Regions from separate parts of the Mus musculus genome. Here region 1 is linked to region 2. Evidence: chromatin contacts called from public HiChIP or PLAC-seq data. All regions are on one chromosome and are shown on one strand. Each heading gives the region's core, a stretch centred on a gene start, on an enhancer-like site or on the middle of the called end of the contact. The rest is flanking DNA. Distances are from core to core; before and after follow the strand shown. Region 1 has its middle 21 kb from the start of Abl2. Region 2 overlaps Tdrd5 (tudor domain containing 5).

Region 1 (2,700 bases), core at 185-2,684, 250 kb before region 2:
TGAGTTCAAATCCCAGTAACCGCATGGTGGCTCATAACCATCTGTATAATATGTGATCTGATGCCCTCTTCTGGCATGTAGGTGTATATGCAGATAGAGCACTCAGACATTAAATAAGTAAATACATCTTAAATGACCCTCTAGGTATTTAACATATACAAACAAGGCTGAAAACTGGGGAGTCAGTGCTTTTAAGAACAGTTTACATTTAGTTTCTATTTGGAGAGGTATGCGTGCACGGGCATGTACCACAATGTCTGAGCAAAGATGAGAAGATAGCTTGCAGAAGCCATTTCTCTCTCTCTCCATCATGTTTCAGGGATCAAACTCACGTTGCCAGGACTGGTAGCAAGCACCTCTACCCACTGAGCTATCTTGCCAAGCCCTCATTTTGTTTTTGGGTTTGCTTGTTTGTTTTCTATTTTTGAGACAAAGTCTTGCTTTGTGGCTCGGGTTGTTCTCAGATTCACTGTCCCCCTTTCTCTGTGTCTTAGATGGGGTGCCTATCGCCGTGATACAATACTGTGACCAAAAGCTGCTTGGGGAGAAAAAGGTTTATCTCCTCTCACAACTACCAGAGCACACAGGGAACTCAGGGAGGGGACTCAAAGCAGGAACATGGAAGTAGGAACTGACATAGCAGAAGCTAGGGGGGCAGGGGGACATTGCTTACTTCTTGCTCCAGGTTTGTTCAGCCTGCATTCTCATACAAGGCAGAACCATCTGTCCAGGGTTGGCACTGGTGGCCCGAGGTGCCCTCAGTCCACCCACAACAATCATTAATCCATGAATGGCTCCCAGGGCTTGCCTTAGGTCCATTTTATGGAGCGTTTTTCTCATTCACGATTCCGTCTTCTCAGATATAGCTAGGTTTGTGTCGAGCTGACAAAAAGGAACCAGCATAGTCTGCTTCCCAAGTTCTGTGACCACAGGCACTGTGCTGTCACGCACAGCCTTATGGGCCCTCTTAAAAGAATCTTTGCATTGCTGGGTGTGTGGTGCACACCTTTGAGCCCAGTGAATGGCAGGCAGAAGCAGGGGGATCTCTATGAGTTCAAGGCTTATCTAAAAAAATAAATATCTTTTATTATTTGACATCATTTTTCCTTTATTGTACTTAGATAAGTAGAGAGTAGAGACTTGGATTGTACTTAGATAAGAGAGAGTAGCATGGGATAGGACTAGATAGAAAGCCACAAGAAAGGGGAGAGGAATAGGGGTAATGGAGGGATGAAAATGACCAGAGTACTGTGTATACATGTATGCCACAGGGATAAATACTTTTTAAAAAAGGAATTTATATGGGCTGTGTGGAAGTTTGAATGAAGGTGGCCTAGAGGTTCATAGGACTGGCACTATTAAGAGGTGTGGCCATGTTGGAGTAGCTGTGGGGTGGCTGGAGGAAGTAGGTAGGCTTTGAGGTTTCAGAAGCTCAAGCAAAGCCGAGTGTCTCAGTCTTCTTTCTTACTGCCTGCAGAGCCAGATGTAGAACTCTCAGCTCCTCCTCCAGCTCCATGTCTGTTTGTATGTGGCCATGCTTCCTGCCTTGACAATAATGGACTAATCTATAAGCCAGCCCCAGTTAAGCGGTTTTCTTTGTAAGGGTTGCCATGGTCATGGTGTCTCTTCACATCAATAAAACCCTAACTAAGACAGGGTGTTCACTAGTGGTGCAAGGGGTGAAAAGACATCCAGACAGGATGGAGGTTGCTAAAGAGAAGCTCTGATGAATGGGATTTGAGGAATAGGTTTGGGCGATAGCATTTCCCCTCACATCTGTACCCTTTAAAATAATAATAGTTACTTACTGGGTGCTGGTCACTGTGCTTCAGATACTAAGCATTTATACACGTCTTTTTAAAACCTAATAATAAACCCATGTGCTATTATTATCCCAGTTCTCAGACAGGAAACTCAAGGCAGCCAAAATACTCAGTCAATAAATAGCAGCACCATGGGATTTTTGTTTGTTTGGTTTGGTTTGGAGATTTTTTTGTTTTGTTTTATTTTGGTTTGGTTTTGGTTTTTCAAGACAGGATTTCTCTGTGTAGCCCTGGCTGTCCTAGAACTCACTCTGTAGACCAGTCTGGCCTCGAACTCAGAAAGCGTCTGCCTCTGCCTCCTGAGTACTGGGATTAAAGGCCTGCGCTGCCACTGGTCAAGGAAATCTGTTTTTATGAGAACTGCTATAGTGCAAGTGTTTGTCACACTCTTCTGTGTGATCTTGCAAGCGCCAGCAAGCTCTTAATGTAGCTTTTGGGTTTTTTGTTTTGTTTTTATTTTTACTTATTTTTGTGGTACCTGGAATAAAACTGAGGGCCTTTACAAGCAAGGCAAGGGTTCTACCGCTAAGTCCTACCCCAGCTCTGATGTTGCTGTTTTATTTTATTTATTTTTGTGAGTATTTGTGTAGACGTGCTATGTACGGCACTTGTGGAGGTCAGAGAACAATTTCCAGAAATTAGTTCTCTTCTTCCAGTCCTGGGTCCTGCAGATTGAATTCTGGCCATGAGCATGGCTGCAGGCACCTTCAACCGCTGAGTTGACTTGCCTGCTCTGTGTAGAGGTTTAAATAGTCATGCTTTCTCCTCACTCTTCTCTTCTGCACCCCCCCACTTCTTCCTTGTTACTATTCTTTTCTTTTTAGATTTAAAAAATTACTTTTAAAATACTCGACAATTTCGTATATTAATACACGTA
Region 2 (2,700 bases), core at 83-2,582:
GTTTGTTCCTCTTTTAGTGCGTCATCCCTGGTGTCTCTCCATCTGCAAGGTTTCCAGGGACAAGTTCCCCTTGCCAGTGTCCCTTCCTGGTGCCTGGCACACGGCCCACTCAGGGGCAGTGGTCCCACACTGTAACCACTCTGACTGTTTCAGGTGGACCGCTTTCATCAGTCAGAAATTCGTGTTTAGTTCAACCAGACAAGAAAACAGAAGCTAACCCTTGGACTTCCAGTCTCTCCAGAAATTCACTATCCACTGTAGCAGTTAAGAAGACCACGTGGGATTGCCCTTTGAAGAACCAGAAGGAGCCAGAACAGAAGATATACAAGAAGCCTAATCTGGTGGTCAAGCCTCTGCAGCTGGTGAGTGGGTAGTGTGTTACATTGTGTTACATTGCGTTACATTGTGTAGGAGGCTCAGTAACCGAGTGAATGCCTCTTTAAACCAGGTGCTCGCTAGAAAAAAAAATAAATCTAGGGACACCTGTCCTTGGAAAAGACCAGTTCTTTTTTGTGGCATTTTTCTGTTTTTTCATTTCCCACACTCGTGGTGTTAAAGTTTTTTGGGTGCCTGAAATGTAAGTTCCCTGACAGCACTGTAAATGTCTCTATTAGTGAGCCTTAAGGTCGAGGCTGGAAAGCCTGGGGCTTTAGAGGGTGCAGAGCCTGCTTTGGCCCAGCCTCGGCCCTGGCCCTGTTCCCTGTTCCTCTGTTGTTTACTTAACTCTTCTCCTTCATGACAGCCTCCCACGGTTCTTTCTGTGTTTGCGTCTCTGCTTGTGACTTTTTTGTTCCTCACTCTAACAGGCTCTTCACTGGGATGAGCAGTTTAAGAGCCTGCTGTTTTTTTCTTCAGGACAATAGGAAGAAGGCCTAGAGGAAAGAGCAAGTGTTAGGATGAAAGTGCTGCAAAACCTTTTGATGGAAAAGTCCCTAAGATCCATCTACTAAAGTTACCCTTGACTAAGGGTAGGGTTAGGTAGGAGGACCTGCCGTACTCCACCTGAATGTCTCCCCTTTTTCTTGGGGACACTTGCCTAACACTCTTAACTTTTTGGCCAATATTTCCATAATGGAGTACTTGAAGGATGTCTTTAAGTGGTGGCTGTAAATGGTATTTTAGCATTCTAAAGCATTCTCAGTCATGAATCTGCCTTGAGCCCAGGGACTGCAATAAGGCTGATTCGTGAAAGAGTTTGAGGGATTTGAAATGTCCCTTTAATGTCTTTCTACGGTTTCTTTCTCTCCCTGCCTTCCCTGTAGCAGGTAGAAACAAACAAACCGCAGCTCAGCCTGTCAGTGGCAAACCACGATATCCCACCAGACGCTGTGCGTGCCAAGAAATTGTGCAGACTTCCTCCATTAGATACCAGCACCCTTGTGGGGGTCTTCGTGGAGTATATAATCTCCCCTAGTCAGTTCTACATCCGGATCTACAGCAGAGATTCCTCAGAACTACTTGAAGACATGATGATTGAAATGCGGTAGGCGCCTCCTGCCCTCACTGTTCCAGCTTAGCTTTAATCAGGAGTTCTCAGATGAGTTGGTCTTGGGACTCCTAAACTAACAAAAAGCTTTTGCTTACTGATGCTTATCAGACAGAAACTTAAACTGCAAAAATTAAAATACCTGTTTTAAAAATCCATGTGAGGTATGATAAATAACATTTTCATGAAAAATAGCTATATTTTTCTAATCCAAGCATGTGCAATAGTCCTTCATATCGATATACCAAGTATATTCCAAATCCCTTTGTAGATACTCAAACTATGAGTTGTACCAAACTCTCTATGTATCTGTATGTATCTATGTGACTTCCTGCCTTTGTGTAATCAAGGGCAAGAGCACATAGTGGTGTACCTACCTCCTGCCTACCTGGAATCGGCACACATTCAGCCCATGTGCAGTCAGACACAGACCCTTCCTATGTGCAGCCAGGGGCAAGCAAGCTTGTCTAGAGAAGCGAAAACACTTGTTATCTTTAAAATACAAGAGCAGGCAATTACAAGAATAACCCCTGGCAGTCTGGAAGTTGTCTGTCCTTGGGCAAGTAGAATTTATAGGTTAGAGGCACGTTGTTTGTTTTGTAGTTTTTTTTAAGCATAGGAATTTTAAACTTTAAAGTAAAGTGTAATCTTTATCATCACATTAGTAGTTTTAATGCAAATGGTATTACATTGAAAATCAACTACTGCCGGGTGGTGGCACGCCTTTAATCCCAGCACTTGGGATGCAGAGGCAGGTGGATTTCTGAGTTCGAGGTTAGCCTGGTCTACAGAGTGAGTTCCAGGACACCCAGAGCTACACAGAGAAACCCTGCCTCGAAAAACAAAAAAAACAAAAAAACAAAAGAAAGAAAATCAACTACTTTTTTTTATTGTTGTTGTTTTGTTTTTGGAGACAGGGTCTCACCATGTAGACCAGGCTGGCCTCAAGCTCACAGATACCCTCTTACCTCTACCCCCCAAAGTACTGGCATTTAAGGTGTGTGCTGCCCTGCTTGGCTTGGTTGTTATTTTTTTTTTAAAGATTTATTTATTTATTATATGTAAGTAGACTGTAGCTGTCTTCAGACACTCCAGAAGAGAGCGTCAGATCTTGTTACAGATGGTTGTGAGCCACCATGTGGTTGCTGGGATTTGAACTCTGGACCTTCAGAAGAGCAGTCGGGTGCTCTTACACACTGAGCCATCTCACCAGC

What was found. HiChIP or PLAC-seq counts read pairs in DNA pulled down with a chosen protein or histone mark.
Region 1: an H3K27ac HiChIP or PLAC-seq map of T-cell acute lymphoblastic leukemia shows a contact between it and region 2, with 4 times the contacts expected there. The contact joins two enhancer-like sites. A contact is called at or near these places in 1 of 115 datasets of contacts at active chromatin or transcription factors (T-cell acute lymphoblastic leukemia) and 2 of 9 other capture datasets (adipose tissue and pancreatic islet).

Annotation. Positions count from the first base shown.
Region 1 is chr1:156,535,950-156,538,649 of GRCm38.p6, reverse strand. No RefSeq gene overlaps it. Among named protein-coding and RNA genes, the nearest start is that of Abl2, 21 kb to the left of the region's middle. Within about 2 kb of position 1,434, at least 17 of the 459 cell types and tissues checked have an H3K27ac peak or open chromatin away from gene starts, as enhancers often do. A contact at or near this core is called in T-cell acute lymphoblastic leukemia, where this site is marked.
Region 2 is chr1:156,283,048-156,285,747 of GRCm38.p6, reverse strand. It overlaps Tdrd5 (tudor domain containing 5), which reads left to right. Exons shown (of 18, transcript NM_001134741.1): 8 at 154-362; 9 at 1,263-1,483. Among named protein-coding and RNA genes, the nearest start is that of Tdrd5, 19 kb to the left of the region's middle. Within about 2 kb of position 1,332, at least 23 of the 459 cell types and tissues checked have an H3K27ac peak or open chromatin away from gene starts, as enhancers often do. A contact at or near this core is called in T-cell acute lymphoblastic leukemia, where this site is marked.